Regions from separate parts of the Mus musculus genome. Here regions 1 and 3 are each linked to region 2. Evidence: chromatin contacts called from public Hi-C and HiChIP or PLAC-seq data. All regions are on one chromosome and are shown on one strand. The core of a region is the stretch at or near the end of the contact, and the rest is flanking DNA. Distances in the headings are between cores, read along the strand shown.

Region 1 (4,386 bases), core at 1,724-4,223, 190 kb before region 2:
GGCAGCAAGCATGGCAGCCTGCAGACAAACTTGATGCTGGAGAAAATGCTGAGAATTCTACATCTTGATCTGAAGGCAGCCAGGAGACTGTCTTCTACTGGTAGTCGGGAAGGGGGTCTCTCTTCCACATTGAGCTTGAGCACTAGGCAACCTCAAAACCTGCCTAAATAGTAAGATATTCCTCCAACAAGGCCACATCCATTCCAACAAGGCCACACCTCCACATAGCACTACTTCCAATGGGCCAAGCATATTCAAACCACCACAATCCCTCTATTCTAAACACTCCCATAAAGTTTGACCCCATCTTAGAGTACAGAGTGTCATGATCATTTGATGTTGCTCATTTCTTAAGTAAAGAGTATCATCCAAAGGCCAAACAGTCTGCTGTGTGCTACTGGGAGATTTCAAGTCTTCACAGAAGGTATATTAAGGATGCCTGACAGCCAATTATCTCTTCCTATAATTTAAGGAAACTTAACCTATCTTGCTTTCAATTTATAAAAATTCTCATTTTATCTTAATTATATGTAAGCATGTGGGTCTGAGTAAGGGTATGTGCACATGAGACCAGAAAAGGCCACTGGATCTCCTGGAATGGACATGATAGGGAAGCTATGAGCCACCTGACAAGAACTCTGAGAAGTGAACTTAGGTCCTCTGTAAGAGCAAGGTATGCTCTGAACCATCATCATCTCTCTAGACTGCTCTTTTCAGTTTTTTATGAAGACTTCACTAGTTGGTTTTCAATTCAACTGAGCTCCCTATATGTCAAGTCATAAAATCAATTATTTTTTCATATAAATATAAACAGTAAATTAGGCTGGGAGTCATGTTTTGTTACTTCTTCCAGCCCCCAATAGTCACACAGAGAAACCAAGATTTATTTTAAAGCTGCACCTCAATACCTGGGCAGTTAAATAATTATATTATATTTACTCCCTATAATCTGGCAACCTCCAAGCCATGATCCCAAATACTTGCTTATTATTATTGATCTGGCTCTCTGAGCTTCAGATATATTTTTTTTCATGATGTCTTCTTAGACCCTCTCTTCATGGCTCATCTCTGCCCCCTGAATGGTGGAAGTTTCTTCCCCATTCTCTCTTTTGCCCAACCATCAAATGATCAGCATTTATTGACAAGGCAGAGAATAAATGGTAAGCACTATTTACACCAACTTGAGTCAGGAGAGCTAAAGATAAACATTGCAGTGCCACCCAACATAAGATATGAGGGCAGGGAAATCAGCATTTGAATAGCACAAGGGTAAACTTCACACACAGTACAAAAACATTATACCTACACCAAGTATACAGAGATAAGTGGTTCTTGCCACAGGAGAGACACTAGAGTAGTAAACACATGCATTAGGATATGTGACAAGTCTTATAGAGTCACAATGGGGACATAACAACTGAGTGGATTTTTAAAATCCAGGCTCTTTGAGTTCTATTTTCAGCACCTCAAACATCCCCTTACTAAAATATTTTCCTAAAATATGTCTCCTTTGGCTTTGTAATATGTTACCAATGGCATCCTGGACCATGACGTTTACTTTCCCATCTATGTTCTTCCTTCAGATATCTAGATTATAGAGTAATGCTTCATCTCTGTCCACTATTTAGGCATCTACTGTGTTTAGGTTGATTTATGTCACATCATAAACAATGTTTAATTAGCATCAAGCTATCTGGAAGACTTCATTCTTTGGTTAAAATATCTGAGTCTTTTTCTTATTTTTCTATTCTTGGGTCTTTGGAAAGAATTCTACAAGAGTTTGGGTATGACATCTAAAATAAAAATAAAAGCTACCTTACTGATCCAAGGAAATTCTACATCAGCATATCAAATTATATCCAAATAGCTGGTATGAAAATCACTACCCAGATTTCATAGCATAATCAAACAATAACAAGAAGAGGGGGGTGAAGTCCTTCAAAATATGACTGAGGTAAGATAACCAACAATGTTTATCTTCCCCTGAGCTATTGTGATGATTAATAAGATAATGTTCACAAAGACTTTGAAGGAGTAATGTAATGTTCTTTGAAGCATTATCATTTTTTTATTAATGAGTTTTGACTCTGATAGCTGCCAATTGCACTGCACCCATGGTAAGCCTGCTGATGCCCTACTGAAGGAAGAGAAATAAGATATGAGAAAGCAGATAACACTTGCTCTGGGCGAAAGCCAGTTCCTGTTAGAAGCAGAAGCTATAGGTAAATCGCAAAAGCAGTGGGCAGGGTCAGACACTGCTGAGATGGGAGGGAAGCTACCATAGAAACAAACACACCTCAGATGCACAAAGAAACTATACAGAGTCCAGAGTTGCAGACACCAAAGTTATTTGACTTGCGTTGACTCATTCCATCCCGAACCATGAAAGCAAACAAATATCAAACGCCTCTATCTTTTGGGCAAACGGTGGGAATCTAGCATCTTGGATAGCAAAACAGATGCAACAGCTTCTGTTTTCAAGAGTCTGGCTTCGGGGGACAGTGGAGGGGGTGGAGAAGCATAGAGATATTGCTTGATGTCTTGATATTGAATTGGTATATATTGATATGATATTGATATATATTGATATGGGATATGTGGAAGAAATATGTGCAGCAGAGAGGGACAGTTCAAAGAAGGGTTCCATTCAAGAAAATCTGGGCTTTCAAGGGCAGGGCAAGAAAAGCATTTCAGGCAGAAAGAGCTTCTACCACACAGATAGTAGCGAACACAGTGTTCACTACAGTTGTACCTATGACTACATCACACACAGTGACCCTGGGACATGGAGGAGGGCTTAAGTAGCTACAGGAAAAGGTAAGGCTGGGCTTTGGAAATTAAGATTAATTGTAAAGACTGTGAGAAGCCTTTGAAACCAAGGTGATCTTTACAGTTGATAGGACTTCATTAGCGTTAGAATGAAGCTCAGACAGGAGTGAAGCCTGGGCTAGAAGACCATTTAAGAGTCTATTGTAATTGTCTGAGTGAAGGGTGCAGCAGAAGAGACAAAGTCACACCTGCAAAGCAAGAAGCAGCTCTCCTAGAAACTGAGAAACAGTGGACATGGGGGACGGGCAGTGGTAATATCATGAAAGACTTTCCCAGGCTTGTGATTTGGGCCACAGGTCAGTGCAATCACAGAGAAGGGAAGACCCAGGAGGTCAGAAACACATGCTTTTCTTCTTGTGTGTTCCACAGCTTGTTGACAGACCTCGCCATGCAGCCTGCCCTCAGAGAACCTATGTACCTCAGTCTATGCTGTCCTGTGAGAAGGAAGGAACTCCAGCAGGAAAAGCTGCTTCCTTTCTCTGCCTTGGAGCAGGCTTTCAGAGGGTTAAAGTAGCTTTAGAGAAAAATTCAAAGAGTCTCTGCCACTCCCCTTTCAAATTCCTTAATGGAACTTGAATGAAAATAAAGGTTCACATGAAGTTCAGAAAACTTTAAAGCACTATTTAATGGTAGAAGCTCAGCCATAAGAATTGCTTCATTTCTTATTCAATTGCATGAGCTTATAATTTTCTAAGAATTGGGAATTTAACAGGTAGTCCTTATTTATATTCACCAATTAAAATCTGCCAATAAGAACAAATATCTCAAACATTTCAAAATAACAAAAATATTTCTTTGGCATAGATATTCAAACATGAAGAAATACTCCAATGTAATTATAGGGCTATTTTAAACTAATGAAATGTCCAAGATTTTTAAAGTTTTAAAGCCAAAAATTTGGGACACCAAAACTTAAGAATTCATCATATTTCCATGAAAAAAAAATATTGAGTTCCTGCATTTGTGGAGGAACTCAAACACAATTTACTAAAATTTGATTTAGCATTCTCTAAAGTAAAAAGAGATGCAAGGAAACCTTCAAAAACATTTAAAACTGCCAAGTTCTGTTGTGTTAAAATATGATTTAAAACATTTAGGGGGAAAATTAAAGTTGTGTAAGATGTGGGAGGCATGTTGCAAAATATAGAAAAAGGTTAGCCAGGAAACTCCAAATAAAATAATACATACAGCGCAAACATGCTATGAAGCCCCACATCTCGCTGTGTGGCCAGATATGCAAATTAATTTACTAGTTGGATGAGGTAGGAGCAAGACTGATGTCCAAGCATTATTGCCAAGGTAACCAAAAGTCTTAGAGCAGTGGTTCTCAACCTGTAGGGGTCGAACAGAGCCTTTCACAGGGGCTGCCTAAGACCATCAGAAAACACAGATATTCCCATTACAATTCACAACAGTAGCAAAATCACAGTTATGAAGTAGGAACACAATAGTTTTATAGTTGGGGGGTCACCACAGCATGAGTCTGCATTAAAGGGTCACAGCATTAGGAAGGTTGAGAGCATTGTCTTAGAGGAAGACCACTGTTGGCAATTCCAA
Region 2 (4,289 bases), core at 1,336-3,835:
AGGTTCTGGGTACAGTTCAACCTGAAACCTCCAGAAACCACCCTGCCTCTGTCTCTCAGCCAGTGCTGGGATTAAAGGTGTGTGCCACCATTCCGGGCTTGATAACTATCTAGTAATCAAAACGGAATAAAGCAAGCAAAAAGGAATAAAATACTAGCCACGTACAGGGTCACATACTTGCAATTTCAGCATTGGAACACTAAAGCAAGAAGAAGGTCATGTGTTCAAGTCCAGCCTAGTCTACATCGCAAGTCTTGGACCAGCCTGTTCGGCACAGTGAAATCTTGTCTTAGAAAAAAATAGACTGAAATGCATTGTAATTCTTCCTTATGAGGCTACAATGTCCCGTGCAGAGGTTATAGTGACACATATCTGTGACCTTAGCTGATCCAGAGGCAGAACCTGGGGGATCTTGAGTAAAAAGCCAAACTTGCTTATTTTGTGAGATTCAGTCTCAAAGTAAAATATGAGTCACAAAGGACTGAGGATAGTGTTCCAAAGTGGAGCCCTTACCTGACACCTTAGGGCCGCAGATCTAATGTCCAACCGTTCAGCAAAAAGACAAAGTAAATCTTTACAAACAAAATTTCAGAATAGTTGCTACTGAGCTTCCTCCCCGGGGTCATAAAGGGTAGTCAGAGAAACGCGGGCAAATCCTAGGTCATGAAATGATGAGAATAGGGTTAGCTCAGCTCAGAAGTGACCACCAGTCAGCTTCCACAACAACTAACGTTTTCCTTCAGGCTCTGTGCAAATGACTGAAAGGAACAGTTATAGGTGAAGGAAAATGCTTCAGTTGTTTTGTTGGGGTTTTTGGGGTTTGTTTTTTTTTGTTTTGTTTTTGGTTTTTTGGTTTTTTTGTTTTTTTTTTTTGTTTTTTTTTCCTGCCAGAACAAAAAAAAAAAAAAAAAAAAGGTCTGGAGATAGAAAACATCTAATTTTAATGTAACACTAAGTCTAAACGCAATGCTGAGTCCAAAGACAGTACAGCTGTTTGGATTTGGTTGTTTAGCTCAGCTGTTTTATTCTGAGCCGGGCACAGCTGCCTTTTGATGTCCTCTGGTATTCATGACTGTGCTATAGCAGGGTTCAAAGCAAGCAAGCAAGCAAGCCAGCCAGCCAGCCAAGGCTGGGCCTGCCACTTCCAGTGACAATTCTGCTCAGTTTTGGCTGTGTTCTTCTTGTGAGCTTTGCCTTTTTCTCCAGAGTGCTACTCTCAAGAGCAGCTCCGTTCTCAGAAGGATAGCTCAGTGCTTTTCTTCAGTCAGTTCCCAGAACCCATTCAAACTTAAAATGGCGTTACAATTAATGATTGTCTGTTCAAGACAGGGTCTCACCATGTAGTCCTAGCTGCCTCAGCCTCTAAGCATTGAGATGACAGGAGTGCACCACCTTGTTTTGCAGTCAGCCGGATTATTTTAGGCTAAGCCCACAAGGTGCAGAGCTAGTCCAGCATGAGCGAGGCCCTGGGTTTGATCCCTAGCTGTGAGCACAATCAGGCACTGTGGCGCATGTCTATAGTCCCACGAGGTAGGCAGGGAATCGAGAGTTCAAGGTCATCCTCGCCTACACCGCGTGTTTGGGGCCAGCCTGGGCTACTTGAGATCTTACAACAAAACAAGAAAGCAAACCAATATATATATATATATATACACACACACACACACACACACAAATAATTACTTCCTGTGTGCAGAGGTGGTTCACTGTTGCAGTGCAGAAGTGGGCGTATGTTGTAGTGACATTTTAAAAGTAATGCTTGTCATCTCCACCTAAATAGTTACAAATGGAATAATAACGAGTTTGAGGTGTGCTTTTAGATAATAAAGGAGTAACAAGCACGGGCAGGTAGAAGGCCCGGGAAATTTAAGTCAGATGTGAGTTGGCCCCTTGTTAAAGCTGAATACAGAGAGTGATTGTTCATTATGCCTGGCTCCTTTTATATTTGTATGAGAATTTCCATGAGAAAAAAATGTTTTAAATATGTAAATGTAAAATCATAAATGTCTATAACCCTTGCCACCTTGGTTCCATATCTAATGATCTATATTCAGAAACCCTCAAGCCCACGCAGATGCAACTAAGTGGAGGGGATTTTCCTAAAGCACTGAGAGAGCCGATGGTTGGAAACCACAGTCCTATCCAACGCTGAGGCCATGGGTCAAGGGGACTGTCATTCACTTAACCATTCTTATGACCTGACCGCCTCCACCTTAGAACTAAGAGCAGCAGGATAATCTTAACAAAGCTTAGCAGGTCCTACAAGGACTCTGAAGGACAGTCCAACAGGAAGTCTTGCCCTGGAAGAGTGGTGGCCCACAGAGAGGCAGGGAGTAGGGGGAGGTAGACAGCTCCGCAGGAGGAGTCACAAGTGGTGTGTACTAAAGGAATTCCTACTGAAATACTTAGGAATGGAAGAATAAAGTGTTTGAGACACACTTTTGAATAATAAAAGGGTAGGAAGCAGGAAGCCAGCGGAAGAACAGGCCAATTAAAGTTGCAAGTGAGGTGGTCATTGTTGAGGCCTGGAAATGTGCTTGGAAATCTGAGGGATCAGTATGCCAGCAATGGTGATGAGTCAGTACCCAAGAGCGCTGACAGACCCAGGTGATGTCACCACTTCCTGCCTCAGGAAGTCTCAGGTGGGGGAGGAGGGCTGGTGGCCCATAGATCAGATCAAAGGCCTGGGCACTTTTCTCCCTTCCTCTCTAAGTCCGAGCAGCAGACATGCCATTCGGTGGCACAGAGCTTTTTTTTCAGTTGGTGGACAGAGCACTTCCTGGGTGGCTTCTCCAGCTCTGGAGTCTGGTCCTCTGCCCGACAGCTCAAGTCCTCCCTGGGTCCTCTAGGGATAGGTGGGATCTGTAGTTCCTTCTCCAAGCAGATAGACCCACTTACATCGTCTTCTCCAGGCTAACATCTATAGGCTGGCCAAGGTTTGCTGAACGGCAAAGGAGCCTGGGAAAGCCTGTGCATAAACTGAAAGCTGTCTTGGGGTCCAGCCTCCTTAGCTTCTTGGTTATGATAGGATGACCTACACGGATCGGAAGTAGGGGGTCACGCACACATGGAAGAGGTGTGGGCCTGAATTTGGAACACCGATCTCTCTCTCTCTCTCTCTCTCTCTCTCTCTCTCTCTCTCTCTCTCTCTCTCTCCATCCTTCCTTCCTTCCTTCCTTCCTTCCTTCCTTCCTTCCTTCCTTCCTTCTTCCCTCTCTCCTTTCCTCCCACCTGTCTCCCTCCCTTCCTTCCTTCCTTCCTTCCTTCCTCTTCCTTCCTTCCTTCCTTCCTTCCTTCCTTCCTTCCTTCCTTCCTTCCTTCCTTCTTCCCTCTCTCCTTCCCTCCCACCTGTCTCCCTCCCTTCCTTTTCTTTCTTTTGAGACAGATTTTCTTTGTATAGCCCTGGCTGTCCTGGAACTCACTCTGTAGACCAGACTAGCCTCAAATCTCAGGATCTATCTGTCTCTGCTTCCAGAATAGTGGTATCCAAGGCCTCTGACACCCCTCTCTCCCAAACATTGGCTTTCTATTGCTACACTTCAACTAGGAAAGACAAGCCACTTCAACTTCCTGGTTAGTATTTTCTTCCTCTGTCAGGTTAATACAATAATAAGCACATTGGGCTTGAGAGATGATTCAGTGGTTAAACGGCTTGATGCACAAACATCAGGACTGGAGTTCCACTCCTCTAGAACATGTAAATGCTAGGTAGGCATAGCAACCAGCCGCAATGACAGCCCAGGAAGGGAAATGCAGAGGATCCTCAAGCTAACAAGCAAGACGAGCGTAGGAACCCCAGCAAATGAACTCTCACACATGTGCACTCATGCACGTGCAAAGCATGCATTTCCACACTCCTGCACAACACAGGACATTCACAAAACGAAACATCGAAGAAGACAACACAGCCTTCTATAGTAAGGTGCGGCGGCGGCACATACTTGTAATCCCAGCATCCCTAACTGCAAGTTCAAGACCAGCCTGAGGTATATGGTGAGACTGGGTCTGAAATGTAAAAGAATCGCCACCGACATTGTCCTCACAGGTGCTGTTGCAGGATTACAGGAGAGCAGGCCTTACACTGTAAATGACTAGGTGGCTCTCAGAGCACATGCTATTATTGTTAGATCTGAAAAATCGGGACCAGCAAACCAACAAGATTGTACCTCACTGACTGGTGTCTGATTTATTTTGAGCAGCACTTTCGGCAGAAATGCCTCTTTTCTGTTAGTCTTAACGACTCTTACTTTCCTCTATCACAGTTTGCAGTGTGATCTTTAGAACGGTGT
Region 3 (3,837 bases), core at 443-2,942, 220 kb before region 2:
ACAGCAAGAAAGACTATCCAAACAATCATGCCAATGATGCTGAGGCTGAGAATTTGTGTGTTGGAACACTGTAGGACAAAGGTCAGTATACTTTTCCTTAAAATCTAGGTGAGAACATTTTGAGTTTTGCTATTATTATACAGCCTTTGTCACAATTGTCCAATTCAGCCTACGAAGTACAAAGCCAGCCCCAGGAACACCAAGTGGCTGCCTCTGAACTCTTGTACAATCCTATTTACCAAGGCAGGTGGCTGGACCTAGCTGATCCTCCTGGCTTGGTTTATTTCTCTGGATAGAGTCATTCTCATCTTAGAGATTCCTAAAATTCTTATTTCTAGAACTGGAAATTACTTTAATTATCATCATGTGACACATTGATAGAAGTCTAACTTTATGAGTCATGTCTAAAGTGAGAAAAAAAATCACAAGTTCTAGCATGAAATTATGTTGACAGAATGAAACTTGTGGTGTTTTAAACTTATTTTTAAAGAAAAATGCTTCTCTGATGTTGTGCAAAATAGATTTAAAGATTTAACACCATGGTCTCCTCTCCTGAACAAAGTAAGACAAATGACTATACTAGAATAGATGTGCACAGAGTCTCTTAGCCAGAGATTCTCGGGTTTTTTATTTGTTTTTCTTCATGATTCCATGAAGTGTCAACAAAGAATCTCAGAAACAAACTGGGTGGAGGTTTAATCCCAGCACTTGGGAGGCAGAGGCAGGCAGATTTCTGAGTTCAAGGCAAGCCTGGTCTACAAAAGTGAGTTCCAGGACAACTAGGACTACACAAAGAAACCCTATCATGAAAAACCAAAAACCAAAACAAACAAACAAAAAATCTCAGAAATATTACATAAGCTTGCTTAAATATATGCAAAATGATGTGGCTGCATACATATATATACATTTTTATGATGTCCCTAAGTTTGTAGGAATGCAAAATCCACTGCTAAGCTACTCAAGGCCATGAGCTTCAGGCACGAGCTATCCTAAGGGCCTGCATAATTGAACTTACCACATGTGAGCAGAGTGGGCTCTGTCATAGACTGAATGAGTTGTCACCAGTTACAGCACCATTGGTAATCAACCACGTGAAACCCACCTTGCAATCCAGGTTGTATTTGGTGTAAACATTTGGCAAAGGCACAGTTAGGAATCTACACTTTTATATTGTCTTCCTAATGTTTACTCTTTTTTATTTTTTCTCTCCTTTTAACTGCGCCTCGTCCCAAAGAGCCATCTGAGATGTCTTGTGCAGCAGCTAAGTCTATGTAGTAACAGGATACAAAGTTTTTAAAGTAAAAAAGTCTGTAATCTCAATACTCAGGAAGCTGATGGGGGCAGGGGGGTGACTGTTAGTTCTGGCCAGCCTGAACTATATAAGGAGATTGAATCTCAGAGATAAATAAAGATGACGGTACAAAGAAGACACAGAGGGTATAAAGTACAGCCATTGATGGGACAGTTCTACGTCCAAGTCCCTTACATTCCATTTCAGATGTGCCGGTTTATTTCCAGCACCCCTGTTTGCTGGACTGAAAGAGGTGATTTCTACATGACATTTTCCTTATTCTCGGGCTTTATCGGCAGTCTAGCAATCAGTCCACAAACATTTACTAAGTCTCCGTTGTGAGCAAGGCATTTTATTAGGTGGCACTGTGAGTCACAAGGAAGTTTCGCCTACTGAATCATTAACCTCACTTCCTGTATTAAGTGTGCCCTTCGAGAGGCTCTTCTGTCATCTGGCCACAGTAATGGGCTTATGAAATCAGATTTCAATTATAGCTTAACTAAAGAAAGTCCAGAGTAGCCGCCTCAGAATGGGAAAGCAGAGACCAGGGAAAGAATGACAGGCAGAGATAATGGAAGAGACAACAGCCGCTCCAGTGGGAACGGAACTTACAGTCACCAACAGGCCTTACAAAACACTGGCCTTAGAGATGAATGAGGGAAATAGATCAAAATGCTAAGAAGAGTTTTCCAAAGCTTCAACACAGGTCACTGAAGTCCCTGCATGTGGACAAATAAGGGACATTCTTTCCCTAGGGGAGAGAGGATGACGATATCAGATGAACAGAAGGAGTGAAGGCTCTCTAAGACTCACTACTGTCAAGACAAATGCTCAGGATAGGACCCATTCTTCAGATATGTAGCTCTCAAAAGATGGGACATTGAGTTTCAAGATGGAATTGACTTGGTTAGGGAGCCCCACACCCATACCCCACTAAGCCAGAATCCAAATGTCCTACTTTTCTTCTGCTTCCACTGCACAAGGTTAAATTGCTGAGTCATGGTGATGTTGAGCGAGGACAGAAGCATTCTTTAAATTATGGAACATAGCTGCTTCTTCCTGAAGCGAACAAGAAACAGAATCGCTCCGAGCAGTGCGTGCTTAGTCTCTATTGTTGCAGTTGTTACCATGCAGTCACAAACAAAATTCGATGATGAAAGAATTAAGTTCATCTATCCATGCAATATCATTACTCACTTCCTAGGTTCTGGAGCTCCCTAAAGCAAAGGGAGAATATAATTCCAATATATTACATTGCTAGTTGGTTTTATAGCTATCAAGTTCGTACAGGCACATAAATCAGAAGGTATTCAGAGAAAAGAGGCAGATGTTTGCATTTTCCAGACAAGTAAAATCATCTTCTCCCTTATATGCCACCAATCCTCAGCCTTTTCATAAATATAAGAGCTGTAAAAAATCAATTGAGATCCAACATCTAAGTAGTTTGCAGTCCCCTGCCTCTACTCCTGCCCCCACGCTCCAAGTTTTCAGAGCTATCAGAGTAGGACCTGAAGACATTCTGCTATTAATTTCCATAGCAATAAAATTTATAGCAAGGTGTCCAATGTCATGTGGAAGCAGAAGCAGGCAGAAACTGATCCCTATTTTATTAATTGTTTGTTTTGTCTTATTTGAGGTAAAGTGTTTTTTCTATAGCCCAGCCTGGATTCAACTACAATTCTCCTCACTCTCCCTCCCAGGTACTTGGATTACATGTGTCTGAAAATGGCTTTGGAATTTTTAGAATAATCTTTTCCTCAATGTTTTATTCAAAGGTATTCATCTGAACCACAGTGGAGATAGAAGAAGAAGAAGAAGAAGAAGAAGAAAAAGAAGAAGAAGAAGAAGAAGAAGGAGGAGGAGGAGGAGGAGGAGGAGGAGGAGGAGGGGGGGGGAGGAGGAGAAGGAGGAGGAGGAGGAGAAGAAGAAGAAGAAGAAGAAGAAGAAGAAGAAGAAGAAGAAGAAGAAGAAGAAGAAGAAGAGAAGGAAGGAAGGAAGGAAGGAAGGAAGGAAGAAAGAAAGAAAGAAAGAAAGAAAGAAAGAAAGAAAGAAAGAAAGAAAGAAAGAAAGAAAGAAAGAAAGAAAGAAAGAAAGAAAGAAAGAAAGAAAGAAAGAAAGAAAGAGAGAAAGTGAATATATTCAAAAGTCAGTCCACTAAAGAGGTTCTGACTTGAAACTGGTTTTTCAACAGACTATATTCTTTTTGCTTTGGTGCTTTGGCTCCTTGTCAACTTGCACACAGTCCAAGGCACATTAAGATACTTGAATGAAAGCGTCAAACTCAGAGTGTGTCTTTCAACTCATATACTAACTGGCTCTATTTATACCCTGTGAGAGTGCAAAGGCAACAGACCCAGAGTCTGTCATTTTCACAGAGACCACAGCTCCCAGCATCCTTTGTATACAGCAGAGCTTCCATGATTACTAATAGTAAACATGGGATTTAAAATAAAAGGAAATATGGAATATGTAAGTATGTTGATGATATTCTTTTTGTATTTTTTTGGAGATGAATGGAAATCATCACTTTTATATGGAATACA

The links. A called contact is a pair of places that touch in the nucleus more often than the background predicts. HiChIP or PLAC-seq counts read pairs in DNA pulled down with a chosen protein or histone mark.
Region 1: an Esrrb HiChIP or PLAC-seq map of embryonic stem cells shows a contact between it and region 2, with 5 times the contacts expected there. The contact joins two enhancer-like sites. A contact is called at or near these places in 8 of 484 Hi-C or Micro-C datasets (the AtT-20 cell line, colorectal tumor organoids, cortical neurons and 1 more), 9 of 115 datasets of contacts at active chromatin or transcription factors (SST interneurons, a colorectal cancer cell line and embryonic stem cells) and 1 of 9 other capture datasets (embryonic stem cells).
Region 3: a contact with region 2 is called in a Hi-C map of pancreatic cancer cells, with 5 times the contacts expected there. The contact joins two enhancer-like sites. A contact is called at or near these places in 2 of 484 Hi-C or Micro-C datasets (the AML12 cell line and pancreatic cancer cells) and 2 of 115 datasets of contacts at active chromatin or transcription factors (both in embryonic stem cells).

Annotation. Positions count from the first base shown.
Region 1 is chr14:99,508,893-99,513,278 of GRCm38.p6, reverse strand. No RefSeq gene overlaps it. Among named protein-coding and RNA genes, the nearest start is that of Gm41230, 11 kb to the left of the region's middle. Within about 2 kb of position 2,973, at least 10 of the 459 cell types and tissues checked have an H3K27ac peak or open chromatin away from gene starts, as enhancers often do. A contact at or near this core is called in colorectal tumor organoids and embryonic stem cells, where this site is marked.
Region 2 is chr14:99,323,022-99,327,310 of GRCm38.p6, reverse strand. No RefSeq gene overlaps it. Among named protein-coding and RNA genes, the nearest start is that of Klf5, 26 kb to the right of the region's middle. Within about 2 kb of position 2,585, at least 75 of the 459 cell types and tissues checked have an H3K27ac peak or open chromatin away from gene starts, as enhancers often do. A contact at or near this core is called in the AML12 cell line, colorectal tumor organoids, embryonic stem cells and 1 more, where this site is marked.
Region 3 is chr14:99,546,611-99,550,447 of GRCm38.p6, reverse strand. The region is part of intron 1 of Gm41230 (predicted gene, 41230); the gene reads right to left. Among named protein-coding and RNA genes, the nearest start is that of Gm41230, 27 kb to the right of the region's middle. Within about 2 kb of position 1,692, at least 72 of the 459 cell types and tissues checked have an H3K27ac peak or open chromatin away from gene starts, as enhancers often do. A contact at or near this core is called in the AML12 cell line and pancreatic cancer cells, where this site is marked.